Linked DNA regions of Mus musculus: all the other regions are linked to region 3. A link is a contact called in public HiChIP or PLAC-seq and promoter capture Hi-C data. All regions are on one chromosome and are shown on one strand. The core of a region is the stretch at or near the end of the contact, and the rest is flanking DNA. Distances in the headings are between cores, read along the strand shown. Region 1 holds the start of Usp49 (ubiquitin specific peptidase 49). Region 2 holds the start of Frs3os (fibroblast growth factor receptor substrate 3, opposite strand). Region 3 holds the start of Mymx (myomixer, myoblast fusion factor).

Region 1 (4,423 bases), core at 464-2,963, 2.0 Mb after region 3:
AAGACAGCTGAATGCCGCCTGAGTCATCCGTGGTAAAAGTCCACACGTACGTGTGTGTGTGTGTGTGTCAGGGCGCCAAGAGTAACTGTGTGTATGTGTGTGTTCTCTGGCTGCTGCTACACCGTAAAGAAAACGCAAAAAAAAAAAAAAAATACCCGGAAGTGGGAAAGGCCTCTTTGGAGCAGCGAGACGTGCAGAAGGTAAGCCGCAGGGTATGCAAAATTCCTTTACCTTTACAGATCGTAGGGGTGGGGGTGGGGCGCTCGGAAAAGTGCCTGGCCCTTTAAGGAGGAGGGCCAGACAGTAGACTCTGTACCTTTAAGAGCCTCTTTGTCTAGAAACCTTCTTCCGTACCTCAACCAAACTTTGCCGGTGACTCGCGCCGCGCCGCGCCGCGTCTTAGCCTCTCACACCGGCCCGCCACAGCCGCTGACCCGAAACTTGGTGCCCACGGCACAAACCTGCGTAAAGGGCGCGGGGCCCCAGGTCGCGGCCGGGAAGGTGCGCCGTTGGCGCATTGCGGGACCTGGGGGCGGGGCTCTGACAGGCGGGCCAATGGGCGATAAGGGGCGTGGTCCGCCTGCTCGTCTTGCGCCCGGGTGACAGCTCGCGCGTGCTGATGATGGCGGTAAATAGAGAGGGGAGGGAGCTGGGAAGGGGGCGGAGGGCCGGCGGAGCGGCCGAGGGGGCGGCCCGGGGGGCGTGAGGGGCCGCAGTGGCTGGGAGTTCGCGCAGATATTCGGAGGCGGGGACACGCGGCCCGGGCATGCCGGCCCTCCCCTTTTAAAGGAAAGGGAAAAAAAAAAAAATCCCCTCACACACCCGGTGAGGGGCGACAAAGGCGGCGTGCGCCTAGCGGGCGGGAGGAGCGGCGGCAGGGGGCGGGACCGCGACGCCGGCGGGCCCCGGGCGCCCGGGGCGGGGACGGCGGGCGGCGACAGCGAAGGCGCGAGTCCCGGCGCGCGGACGCTGCGTTTTGGCGGGGTGGGCGACGTCTGGGTTGTGAGGTGAAAGGTTTGAAGGGAGAGAGGGGAAGGCAGGCTGGGGCGGGGACGGAAGGGTTTGCTGAGTAGGAGATGAAGAGGATTAGGAGAGAAAGGGTTAGAAGCCGGAGAGTGGAGTGAGAAAGAAACCCAGGCTGGCCCCGGGATGAGGTTAGGAAGCCCGGGGCTGGGAAGAGGGATCCGGGGTCAGGGCTAGGAGCAGGGGTCTGGAAGAGGCAAGGCTTGGCAGGTGGGAGGTGTTGGGCCAGGGCCAGAAGAGTTGCAAGTGGAAGACAAGGAAGGAGCAGAGCCGGGGTAGTAGTTGGGAGTGGAGGAGAGTGATTAAGAGCCAGACGTGACAAGGGTGTGAACTAGTGCAGAGCTGGGGATGAGCTGAAGGGCTGGGAGCCGCTGGGGTGGGATCGACAAGGTGTGGGTCAGTAGCTGGTGAGGGGTGTAAATTCTGTAAAGTGAGGGAGACAGGAGACCTGGATCACAACCAGGTGGAATCAAGAATCGGACGTTAGTGGAAGGGCTAACGGGAAGCGAGCTGAGAGCTGGGCGTTAATAGGACAGTTCTGGGAGAAAAAGAAACAACGCTGAAAGGACGCTAGAAGCGGGGTGGAAGGAATGATGGTGAGCTGGGAAACTGGAGAATTGCTTGTCGAGGAGGTTCAGCAAGGTAAAGATAGTGGAGTCAAAAGATTGGCCGAAAGGCAACCCGAGGAGATGGGCCCTGGGAATTAAAGGATGGAATGGGGAGTGGGGAAAGAGAAAGGAGATTAAGGCAAGCTAGGGAAGTCCTGGTGGGTATAGAACTGGGGTGGGCTGCACAGGAGTGGGAAACGAATGTTTTGCCCTGAAGTGCCCCAGAAGGTCTGGAAGGGGCAGGGCACAAACGCTGTAGTGAAGGATCTGAAGTAGAGAGCCTTTGGTGCAGAAGATAAGGAACCATGGTGAGTGAAAGGGGACCTAGAAACAGGGGGAAAAGACTGAGAAGTGGGGGACCAGATGGGGGTGCAGCATAGGAGTTCTTTGTTAAGAGAAATGTGTATTGAATTTGTGAGTCCTTTTGTCCCTAATAGTAGGAAATTCCAGAAACCTTTTTCTCTCTTCAAGGAGTCTTGGATCCAGTTTCCATCTTTCGCCTGAAAATCCACTTTCATGTCCACTTTGAAAAGATGAGACCCATTTTTACTTGATTTTGTTCTTGTGGGATAGAAAAATTGGCAGCCTTGGGTGCTGAAAACCTCTTGGTTTCACTAATGTTGTGCTAAAGGGTAAATGAATTGTGTTTATTTACAATGTGCCTGTGGGATGTGGTAGTTGGGGTGGGTGGAGGAGCTGTTTTAGAGCTAACGACGCTGGCCAGGGCCAGGGCATCTCATTGAAGAGTACACCGTTGGGGAGAGAAAGACATGGTTCATTTGGTTTTTATTAATCAGACAGATTTCTGCCTAATTGTTTTCAGCAACTGAAGAATATGGAGAGAGAGAGAGAGAGAGAGAGAGAGAGAGAGAGAGAGAGAGAGAGAGAGAAAGAGAAATAACTAACCAGGGAAGTTTACTGAGCAGGAGTCTGAAGTCACTGCTCTAAGGGCGTTGAGTTCGTATGCTGCTTGCAGCTTTGTGTGGAACATTTTTCATGGGGTAATTTCTCCCCAGATCTTCAGACAGTGATGGAGAAAGGTTGACTGCAGAGCTGAGGAGAGTTTTAGAGCTGTGAACTCATCTTTTAGATTGCATAATGGCTTTATGAGTACCTTTTATGAAAAAACTTCTGTAAGATAAGATTGCAGTCCCTCTGCCTGTTGTATTGTATGATTGTGAATAGGAAGGGCATATTAATATTCTTTAGAACCCTTTGATTTGTAAGGCACATTTTTAATGAAAATAATTACATTTATTTGTATGTATGTGGAGCAGTTATGGAAGTCAGAGGACAACTTGTGGAAGTTGGCTCTTTCTTCGCATCATTTATGTACCGAGGATTGAACTCAGATAGTCAGGCTTGGCAGCAAGCTCTTTTACCCAATAAGCCATCTCTCTGGCACTATAAGACCATTTTGGAAATTAAAGGGAAGATGAGAATTTGGGGACAAATTTAAACTTATTCTTTATTGGTAGTGTGCTTTAGTGATTTTTCATTCTGAAGTGATTATATTTAATTAAGACAATTAATGAGTATTTTCTTCATATTTAATAATGTGAAAAGTAAAGTATAATTTCTTTTGGGGGGACAGGGGTACAAACTATTCTTGAATTGTTTTTAAATTTTATGTGTATGGGTGCTTTGCCTGCATGTATGTCTGTATACCACAGGCATGCCTGGTGTCTGCAGAGGGGCACTGCAGAAGCTGGAGTCAGATTCCCCAGGAACTAGAGTGACAGACGTTTGTGAGCTGTGTGGGGGTGCTAGGAATGTAGTGTGTGTCTTCTGAGAAGAGCAGCCAAGGGCTCTTACCAACTGAGCCATCTCTCCAGTCTTGTTCTCAAGGTTATTTCCTTGAGAACAACTACAACTACATTCAGATAAACAGTGCTACTGTTTCCCCTTGATGTCCTGAAGAGGTTGCAAGTGTTGCTGGCGGTGGAGCTTTTGTCTAGGGTGTGCAAGGTTGGTCCTCAGCACTGCAGGCAAGACCACCTCAACAGCCCCTAGTCTAGGGGCTGGGGGTGGAGCTCAGGTGGTAGAGGGCTTGCCTAACATTCATGAAGGCCTGGGTTTGGTTCCCAAGCACTGCATGGTGGTGCATGCCTGTTATCCTAGCACTCCCAAGGTAGAAAGGTCAGCCTTGCCCACATGAGTGAGTCTGAGGCCAACCTGGGTCACACGAGACTATGTCTGAAACAAACAAACAAACAAACAAACATAGGAGCCGCAAATACTCACCTCTGGGATTAGCGTCATCTCTAAAAAGAAAAGCCTAGCCTCCTTTTCCAGGGTTGTGTGATCTTTAGATTGCTCTTGTTTGGTGGATATTTGCATATGTAGCAAAACTTAGGTTTCTGGCATTAGCAAGGTTGAATATCAGAAACGTGTGTGTGTGTAACTTAGAATCTGAACTCTGGATTGTTAGTTGTGCTAAGGGCAAGCTTATAGTTCATGGTTTACTTTCTGGCTTCTGCTAGGCAGATTCAAGGTAGGTAGTGATTTTACCGACTTATAGAAAAATGTTTAATTATATTTTTTGCTGCTAATTGAGATTAGTCTGAAAATATTAACTTTGAAAATGAGGAGTATTTCTACTATGAGATGGCTATTTATGTGAGTTATGTGCACATGCCTGTGTAGCTGTGTTTGGGCTGTTTTAAGGTATTGCCTTAAACAATTTATGTTATACTCTGTTTAAGGTACTGTCTTTTTTTAAAAGACTTATTTATTTTTATTTATATGAGTACACTGAAGCTGTCTTCAGACACACCAGAAGAGGGCATCAG
Region 2 (4,056 bases), core at 583-3,082, 2.1 Mb after region 3:
CTGACCTTTGTCCACCTTCACCTGTGGGCAGTGGAGTATACTGTATCCCCTGCCCATGTGCCCTCTACAGGCAGGGCTCAGGGGCTGGCAGGCTGCTCATGAGCTTGAGGTTGGGACATGAGGTCTGGCCTTGCTTCTTAGGTCCACACATGCTCAGCACGAGGAGTCCTTCTTGGGACTGTGCTGCACGCAGACAGAGCTGTCTCTCCCGAGACAGCACAAAGCAATGCGTGTTCCGGGTTGATTGCTGAAGGGCCTTTCCTGGCATGCACCTCATCCCTGTGGTACAGGCAAGCATGGCGTGTGAGCAGAGAGGTGAGGCAGAGGCCACCTTCCTCCTGGTGAGGTTGATCCGCACTTGGCACCTGAGAGGGGTTGTCTGAGCTCCCAGTTCAGGGCTCCTCCTAATGCCAGACTTTTGCTGCACCCCCCACCACTCCACATTCCTTTCCTCCTTCCCCTCTCCTTCCTTCCCTCTTCCTCTTCCTCCTCCTCTTCCTCTTCCCTCCCCACCCCTGTGAGATGGTCTTGTTATATGTGTTCCTGACTGGTCTCCAAACTCACGGGGATTCTCGTCTCACCTCCCAAGTGTGGGATTACAGCCACGTATCACCACTTCTGTCCTTCTGGTCTTGTCCAGCTTTCACATATCGTGCCGTCTTTCTCGTCCTGTTTATACAAACTTCAGTTACCCTGTACTGGAGCTAATGGGTAGCAGTATATAAGAGTAATATAATGTTCATTGTCCATATCCCAGTTTAATTGTATCTATCATCCTGTGGGTGTGGTGCTGGGGACTAAACTCAGGACTGTGTACATGCTAGGAACCCACATACATGCATGCATGCATGCATGCATACATACATATATACATACCCTGGCTTTTTGAGACAGGGATTTCATGGGTAGCTCAGGCCAGCCTTGAACTTAATGATTAACTGTGGGTATGTGGTACCGTACCTGGTAACATCTATCTTTGCTGTGGATGTGTGCATGACCTCACACATCCCCCTCAGCTGCCCCCGAGTCCCATAGGCCTGTGTTACAGATCCCCAGGCTGGCATCTTCAGAGCCATTGAGTTGCAGGTGCTCAGTCAAGTGTTGCCACTTTGTGGACAGACACTTGGAAGTGCTTAGAGACCTGCTGCAGGAAGGAGTACTGGACTGCCTTGCTCTGCCTCTCCCAAGCTGAGAGGAACCTGTGTGGAAACAGTGGGCCTTTGCCTCTGGTCTGAATAGTCTGTGAATGAGCTGGAAGTAGGTCAGACCCAATTGTCTTCAGAGATAGTAGAGATGGCTATACCTGGATGAAGGGTTGGGGGTGGGGGCAGCTGGGAGGCAGAGTGATGGGTACAGGAAGATGGGGCACCTACCCATGGTTTTCTCCCCACCCCAGAAGGCACCTATCCTTAGGAAAACCGGGTCTTGGAGGCCCTCACTGCTTCCTCACCTTCCCCAGGCATCTTTGCATTCAAGTGTTCGAGGGCAGAGGACATCTTCAACCTGCTGCAGGACCTCATGCAGTGTAACAGCATCAACGTGACGGAGGAGCCGGTCATCATCACGCGGAGCAGCCACCCACCAGAGCTGGACCTGCCTCGAGGGCCCCCACAGCCCGCTGGTGAGAGACCCCACCCCAGTCACCCTGTCATATACACACACGAGCTAAGGAGCAGGTACGGGAGAGCTGGGGTGAGCCAGCCTTCCTGGACAGTCTTCTGTCGTCAGAACCATTCCTGAGGATGGATCAGTCCTGGGCAGGGCCAGTTGGGTGACTCAAGCTGGAGCTGCAGAGGCCTGCGCCTTGGGTCAACTGATGGTTGGGAAGCAGACAGGAAGACGTTGGGTTGCCATAGAAACAGCAGTCTGGAGCTTTTTGCTTCCTTCCGTGTACTGGCCTGGATCACATACAAAATACACTTCTCCTGGCTGGCTGGCGCGCCATCGCTGCTCACATTGGTGTGGAGGTTCCCATGATCTGTTCTTGATGGCTGCTAAGTCAGACCACACAGCCCTGCTCATTGTATTCCCTGTGAGAGACAGAAAGGCTAAAATGGCCCCTGTGTCGGTGAGGTTTCCTGGTGCTCCCTGGCAAAGCCTGCCTGGTCATAGGACAGTTCAGGGGTGACAGGTGTGCCATCAGTGTTTAATAAGGTCTATGAGAAAGTAGGAGGTTGAGCCAGCCTCAGGGTGGCTTCAGAGGGCAGGGCAGGATTTGATTGCAGAGGTGTAGGGGGGTGGGGGGCTGCCCAGTCAGTGCAGTGAGTGATAATAGGGCCGTGAGAGCCTCTTGCTTGCCTTTGGAAGGATTGCAGGGCACCTCAAATATGTGTGCACGTGACTGCAAATGACTGTCAGCTCTCCCATACCCCTCTCCTTGACTGCTTTCCCTGAACCCACCTCCAGGCTACACGGTCTCTGGCTTCTCCAATGGCTTCCCTGGCTGCCCTGGAGAGGGCCCACGGTTCTCCTCCGCACCTCGCCGACCCTCCACAAGCAGTCTGCGACACCCCTCGCCTGGGGAAGAGTCTACCCACACCCTCATTGCCTCCGAGGAGCAGGTGTGCAGGTGGTGGGCGGCACTCTAGGTGGGCGGGACCTAGGGAAGGTTGGGAGAACAGAAGAGACTTGATAGGGCCCCCCTCTACCGGAGCAGGAGGGGCCGCTTATGGGGGGGGGTTGGAGGCGGCAGGAGAAACTCTGGCTCTTTTCCTGTCTTCTCTGGCCCTGTCCCTCCTCCCAGTCCTTGAAACCACTTGATTCACTTAACATCTCTCTCCCTGCCTGCAGTCTCACACCTATGTCAACACACCAACTGGGGATGAGGATGGCAGAAGTCGCCACTGCCTGCAGCCACTGCCTGAGGGCAGGGTACCCCTCCCAGCACAGACACAGGGTTCCGACCAGCGAGACCCACAGGTGTTGCTCCAGCCAGGGCAGGTCAAGTTCGTGCTGGGCCCCACCCCTGCTCGGCGGCAGGTGATGAAGTGCCAGAGCCTCTGCCCGGGCATGCAGGACCCTCCCCATCACAACAACAACGAGGGCCCTTCTGAGTGCCCAGCCCAGCCCAAATGCACCTACGAGAACGTCAGCGGGGGCCTGCAGCAAGGGGCTGGCTGGAGACTGAGCCCTGAGGAGCGAGGGTGGAGTGGCCTGGCCCACCGTCGGGCGGCCCTGCTGCACTATGAGAACCTGCCCCCACTTCCCCCAGTGTGGGAGAGCCAAGGTCAACAGCCGGGAGGGGAGGCTGGGGATGATGGGGACTCCAGGGACGGGCTTACCCCGTCCTCAAATGGCTTCCCTGATGGCGAGGAGGATGAAACCCCGCTACAGAAACCCACCAGCACGCGGGCCTCCGCCCGTAGCCACAGCGGCTTCCCTGTCCCACTGACCCGCCGACGAGGCTCCCCGCGGGTCTTCAACTTTGATTTCCGCCGGCAGGGCCCTGAGCCCCCAAGGCAGCTCAACTACATCCAGGTGGAGCTCAAGGGCTGGGGTACAGCCCGTCCCAAGGGGCCCCAGAACCCCTCAGTGTCTGGAGCTCCTGGGCCCACCCCACACCCTGTTCGCAGCTCAGACTCGTATGCCGTGATTGACCTCAAGAAAACGGCGGCCATGTCCGACCTGCAGAGGGCTCTGCCCCGAGATGATGGCGCGGTCAGGAAGACTCGGCACAACAGCACCGACCTGCCTCTGTAGACCTGGGCCTCCGCCTGCCTCTGCCTACAGCAGGGGACTCCACCTCACCCACCAGCCCAGGACTCTCAGCTGCTCTGCAGAAGACACTTCCCTGCATCGCCGGAGTCCCCAAAGATGTCAGCCACTGAGTGTCCAGTTCCCCAAGCTGGGGAGAGGAGAGGGGGAGCCGGAGAGGAGGGAACCATGGTGGAAACTGTGAAGGGTTCTCAAGGTTGCATTTCGCACCCTTCCCTAATGTCCGTTTGTCTGTCTGTCTGCTGTCCATGTGTTTGTGCTTTCAGGTTTTTTTTCCTTTCCCTTTTTTTGTTGGAGTTTTGAGACATTTTTGTACCTGTTGATTTTATTTATCAGTTTATT
Region 3 (4,185 bases), core at 794-3,293:
AGTACACGATGTCCGCCCACGCATGCGTACACAAAAGTGCTCGCTCAGCTGGGGAGTGAGAAAGTACATTTTTAAAAATATATTTCTTTTTATGTGTATGGATGTTTTGCTTGAGTGTGTGTCTATGCACCAGGTCATGCCTGGTGGCCTTCGAGGCCAGAGGAAGGTGTGGAACTGGGCTTATAGAGGGCTGTGAGCCGCCACGAGAATGCTGGAAATTGAACTCAAGTCCTCTCGAAGAACAGCTAGTGCTCTTAACTGACAGGGTCATCTCTCCAGCCCCTAGAAGTGAAGTTTTGAGGTGATTTTATTTCTTCAAGGGTAGTAAGATGTCCCTAAAGGTCACGCATGTCCCCACTTCCCGGCCCACTGCCTGCTGACGAGTTTTCTTTATCCCACTATCGAGCTGAGATGTCTCCAAAGCACACCCGGGATCAATTTCCCTGCTCTGTCAGCCAGCTAGCCTTCCTGCAACAGAGATCTAAGCCATTGCTGGGCGGGCCGCAGGAGGACATTCTAAATGAAGTTACACAATTCCAAACTTGTAGCTTGTGAGGACCGAGGGACAGACAGATGGAACAAGTTATCCAAAGGAAGTCTTACCAGTCAGTGCCTTCACCTCTGCCCCTTCTCCAGCTTCCCACAGATACCAACCCAGAGGTAGGCGAGAGTAGGGGTGGTGAGATTTTCTGAGACACCTCAGTCATCCAACACAGAGCCTGGAATTAGCTCAACCGGTAGAGAGAGCGCTTGCCTTGCGTGCATACAGTTCTGGGTTCAATCCCTAATACCACCCAAACTAGGCTTGGATGTGGTGTGTGCCTGTAATGCCAGTGCCTTGGAAGTAAAGTCATAGAGGACAGAAATTAGTTCAAGATCATTTCAGGAGTCTAAGGCCAGACTGGCATACATAAAACAGTCTCAAAAACAAAAGCCACCACCACCAATAACAACACACTGTCCTCGTTTATTGACTACCTGCTGCGTACCAAGCTTTGAAAGTACTCATTCTTTAACGGGAAGCAAGGGCTTATAATTTTAAGGTAGACGGGACAGTTTGGATTTAAATACCACCTCTTAGCTAAATTGTCTTGAGTCTAAGTGAAACATCATCTCTTAACTGACCTTGATACCCGCATTTGCAGGTCCACCCTGGAGGCCAGAGATAAGGCAGAGGGAGCTGCAGAGAGGAAGGGTCAATCAACACAATCTGTAGCCTGCTAGGAGCTAGGGGAGTGGGAACTGTTCAGGTCAGAGCCCTCTTGCACTCAGCCCGGACTGTCTTCGCCCACTGGGCAGTCTGCCGTCCATGCCCGTGCGTGCGGACCGACGCCTGGACTAACCGGCTCCAAAAGTACTTTGATGGGCGTTGCTGTTTCCAGGACCCGTGGCCTCACTTCTGGGGGCCCAATCTCTCCTTCCTCTGGGAGTGGTCCACTCTGGAGGCCTCTCCAGAATCCGGTGGCTGTTGCTGGCTGAGGACAAAGAGCAGACAGCTCAGCAGAGCCTCTCTCATGTCTTGGGAGCTCAGTCGGCGGGCCAGCCGGCGCAGCAAGGGCAGGAGGTGCTGCCGGGCCAGGCGGGCAACAGGCAGCAGCAGGCGGGACAGCAGCGATCGAAGCACCATCGGGAGCAATGGAACGGGCATGGCAGGACCTGCACCTGCAAAGGGAACCCGGGTTTTAGACTGTACCTCAGGCACGCACCTCACCTGGCAAAGCAGGGTGCGGGGGTGTGGAGTCCTCCCTTCAGCTTATACCTCTGTACTCCCCAGTTTTCAACTGGATTAGTTTTACAGTGCAGCTTTCTTCTGGCATGAAAGCTGGTTAAGGAGTTCACTCACTGTTATCACAGATGGGAAGGGAGCCCAGGGCTGGAAGGTGGTGGGGACTGAGGCTAGGGCCTTTTCCAGAACCCACTTCCTTTAATCCCTCCCTCCCTTTGCATACTCTGACCTGAAGCCTGAACTTCTTGCCCTCCTGCTCACCAGTTCTAACCGGCCAGTGGCAGCTCTCACCAGTCAGAACTGCTCAGAATCAATTTCAGGATGCTTTTGCCTGCGGTGGATTCAGCATCACTGGACATCACAAGGGAGCCCCACCCCCCTCAGCCTCCACCCAGCTCTGCTCAGCTTGGGTGTGGAGCGGGGCGGACAAGGAGGGAACAGCTGTGTTCTGGCACCTGGTATATTCGGTCCAGCTGCTCCCTCTTGCCATCTTAGGAGGAGAAGACAAGAGGGGCCATGTGCAGGAATTCCCCATGGGGTGGGGTGGAATGGCGGCAGACTTCAGCGTTGAGCTGTACTTTCTAGCCCTGTGACCTGAAGCGTGTGGACTCTTCTGGGATCCAGTCACCTCAGGTGTTACCTTTGGAAATGGAGGAATCAGAGAAGAGGACAGCGTGTGTGTGTGTGTGTGTGTGTGTGTGTGTGTGTGTGTGTGTGACACCTCAGATGAAGCTAAGCTGTGTTCAGCTTACCTATACCACCCCAGTGGCCAAGCCAACCGTGACCTGCGGAGTCTCTGATGGGCCCTTTTAGGGTACAGGATGGGAGGCACAGTTTCTGTTTTAACTGAGCACAGTTACATAGGGCTGGATATACATCAAGGCCTACTCAAGGACAGAAGAGCATACAGTTCTAGACCTTCTCCAGTCATTTCCCTGCCTCACTCTAAAGGATATATATACATATATATATATACATATACACATATGTTTTTATGTATGTATTTTAAGTATATATACATACACATGTACATATGTGTGTATACATACATACACATATATTTGTATATATATCCAGCTATATCTGGTTGGGTGTATGGCCTAAGTTTTTTATTTGGTTTTTGGGGGTTTTGTTTGTTTGTTTATTTTTCTTTTATTGTACGGGGTTTATCTGTGTAGCTCTGGCTGACCTGGAACTCACAGACATCTTCCTGCCTCTGCCACACAGTATGTTTTGTTTTAAGATTTTCATCACCCCATCGCCCACACCCCCACATCCCCACCCCTGCCTCAGTCAGAAAGCAGCTGTAATTCCAGGCTGGGTCCAATGCAGATGGTGGCTATTATGGTTGGTTTCAATGTCAACTTGCCACAAATTAAAATCATCTACATAGGGAGCCTCTCCCGCAGAACTGCCCTGATTGCCTTAATTGATGCAGGAGACTCTCCAGATCAAAAGGGTGTGGCCAAGGCAGATGCTCAGATCTCTGCTGGATTGGCCTTCCCTTTAGCCCTTAGTAGGTTTAATTAAATTATTTAATTTTGATCTACTCATTTCATCCGTTCTGTTCTTCTAGAGAACTGATAGAGTATGCATGAAGTGTTTTTTGCAAACTTCAAAGCTGTGGGAATATGGTTCCTTCTTATCTGTCATTAGCTGTCCCCATCAGTATCAAAGACCCTGACGGAAGAAAAGATTAAAGATTAAAAATGGAAACATGGAGAGGCAAGAATGTAGAACTACAGGGAGCACGCTTCTCTCTCGTTTGTTTTGATGTGGTTCAGTAGCCACAAGCTTGTCCCACCTAACCTACCCACTCCCCCACTCCCCTTCCCCACACCCCATGGGCCTGCCTGCCCCGCTGTGTGGATGCCTAGCAAAAACAGGTGAGTCTTGAGTTCTTGGTCTTGCTCAATTTCTCACCTTCACCTTGCAGGGAAGCGACAGGACAGCTATTTAAAAGACGAGGGACCTGAGGTAGAGAATCAGGATACCTTCATGCTGGATAAACGGCCAGGCCGCACCCCAGAGCTGACCCTTCCCTGGGTTTTCCAGTCTTCTGTAACTGGAATTCGCATATTTCTTGTGATTTGGGTATTTTCCTAGATTCCTTGCTTCCTGGTGCTGTGTCTGCTCATCAGTAAATCTACATGGCTTTTCTTTCAAATTGGAATTTGCGGGGACGGTGGGACGGCTCCGCAGTGAAACCTCACATCCAGAAGTTCCTGACTACGGTTCCTAGTGCCCATGTCAGGCATCTCACAACCACTGTACCTCCATCTTCCGGGCATCCAACATCTTTCTGGCCTGCACCAGCTCTGCACTCCCAGACACACACACATACAATTTGCAGAGAGAAAAAAACCAAACCTATGTTAGTATCCAGGTGATGCTACTGGTCTGTTCTCAGGGACCTGGCAGCTGCTTACATCATCATCTGCCTCCAAGAGGTTCTCGAG

The links. Promoter capture Hi-C pulls out the DNA fragments that hold promoters and counts their contacts. HiChIP or PLAC-seq counts read pairs in DNA pulled down with a chosen protein or histone mark.
Region 1: a promoter capture Hi-C map of embryonic stem cells shows a contact between it and region 3, with 3 times the contacts expected there. The contact joins the promoter of Usp49 here to the promoter of Mymx in region 3. A contact is called at or near these places in 2 of 39 promoter capture datasets (embryonic stem cells and liver).
Region 2: a contact with region 3 is called in an H3K4me3 HiChIP or PLAC-seq map of embryonic forebrain, with 3 times the contacts expected there. The contact joins the promoter of Frs3os here to the promoter of Mymx in region 3. A contact is called at or near these places in 2 of 39 promoter capture datasets (embryonic stem cells and liver) and 1 of 115 datasets of contacts at active chromatin or transcription factors (embryonic forebrain).

What each region holds. Positions count from the first base shown.
Region 1 is chr17:47,628,977-47,633,399 of GRCm38.p6, forward strand. It overlaps Usp49 (ubiquitin specific peptidase 49), which reads left to right and starts at 1,714. Exons shown (of 7, transcript NM_198421.2): 1 at 1,714-1,939. The region is part of intron 3 of Gm20517 (predicted gene 20517); the gene reads left to right.
Region 2 is chr17:47,700,164-47,704,219 of GRCm38.p6, forward strand. It overlaps Frs3os (fibroblast growth factor receptor substrate 3, opposite strand), which reads right to left and starts at 1,833. Exons shown (of 3, transcript NR_045913.1): 1 at 1,451-1,833; 2 at 582-669; 3 at 1-279. Frs3 (fibroblast growth factor receptor substrate 3) reads left to right here. Exons shown (of 7, transcript NM_144939.2): 5 at 1,460-1,621; 6 at 2,407-2,561; 7 at 2,791-4,056. The coding sequence ends at 3,699.
Region 3 is chr17:45,600,024-45,604,208 of GRCm38.p6, forward strand. It overlaps Mymx (myomixer, myoblast fusion factor), which reads right to left and starts at 2,044. Exons shown (of 2, transcript NM_001177468.1): 1 at 1,956-2,044; 2 at 944-1,662. The coding sequence starts at 1,648. The coding sequence ends at 1,394.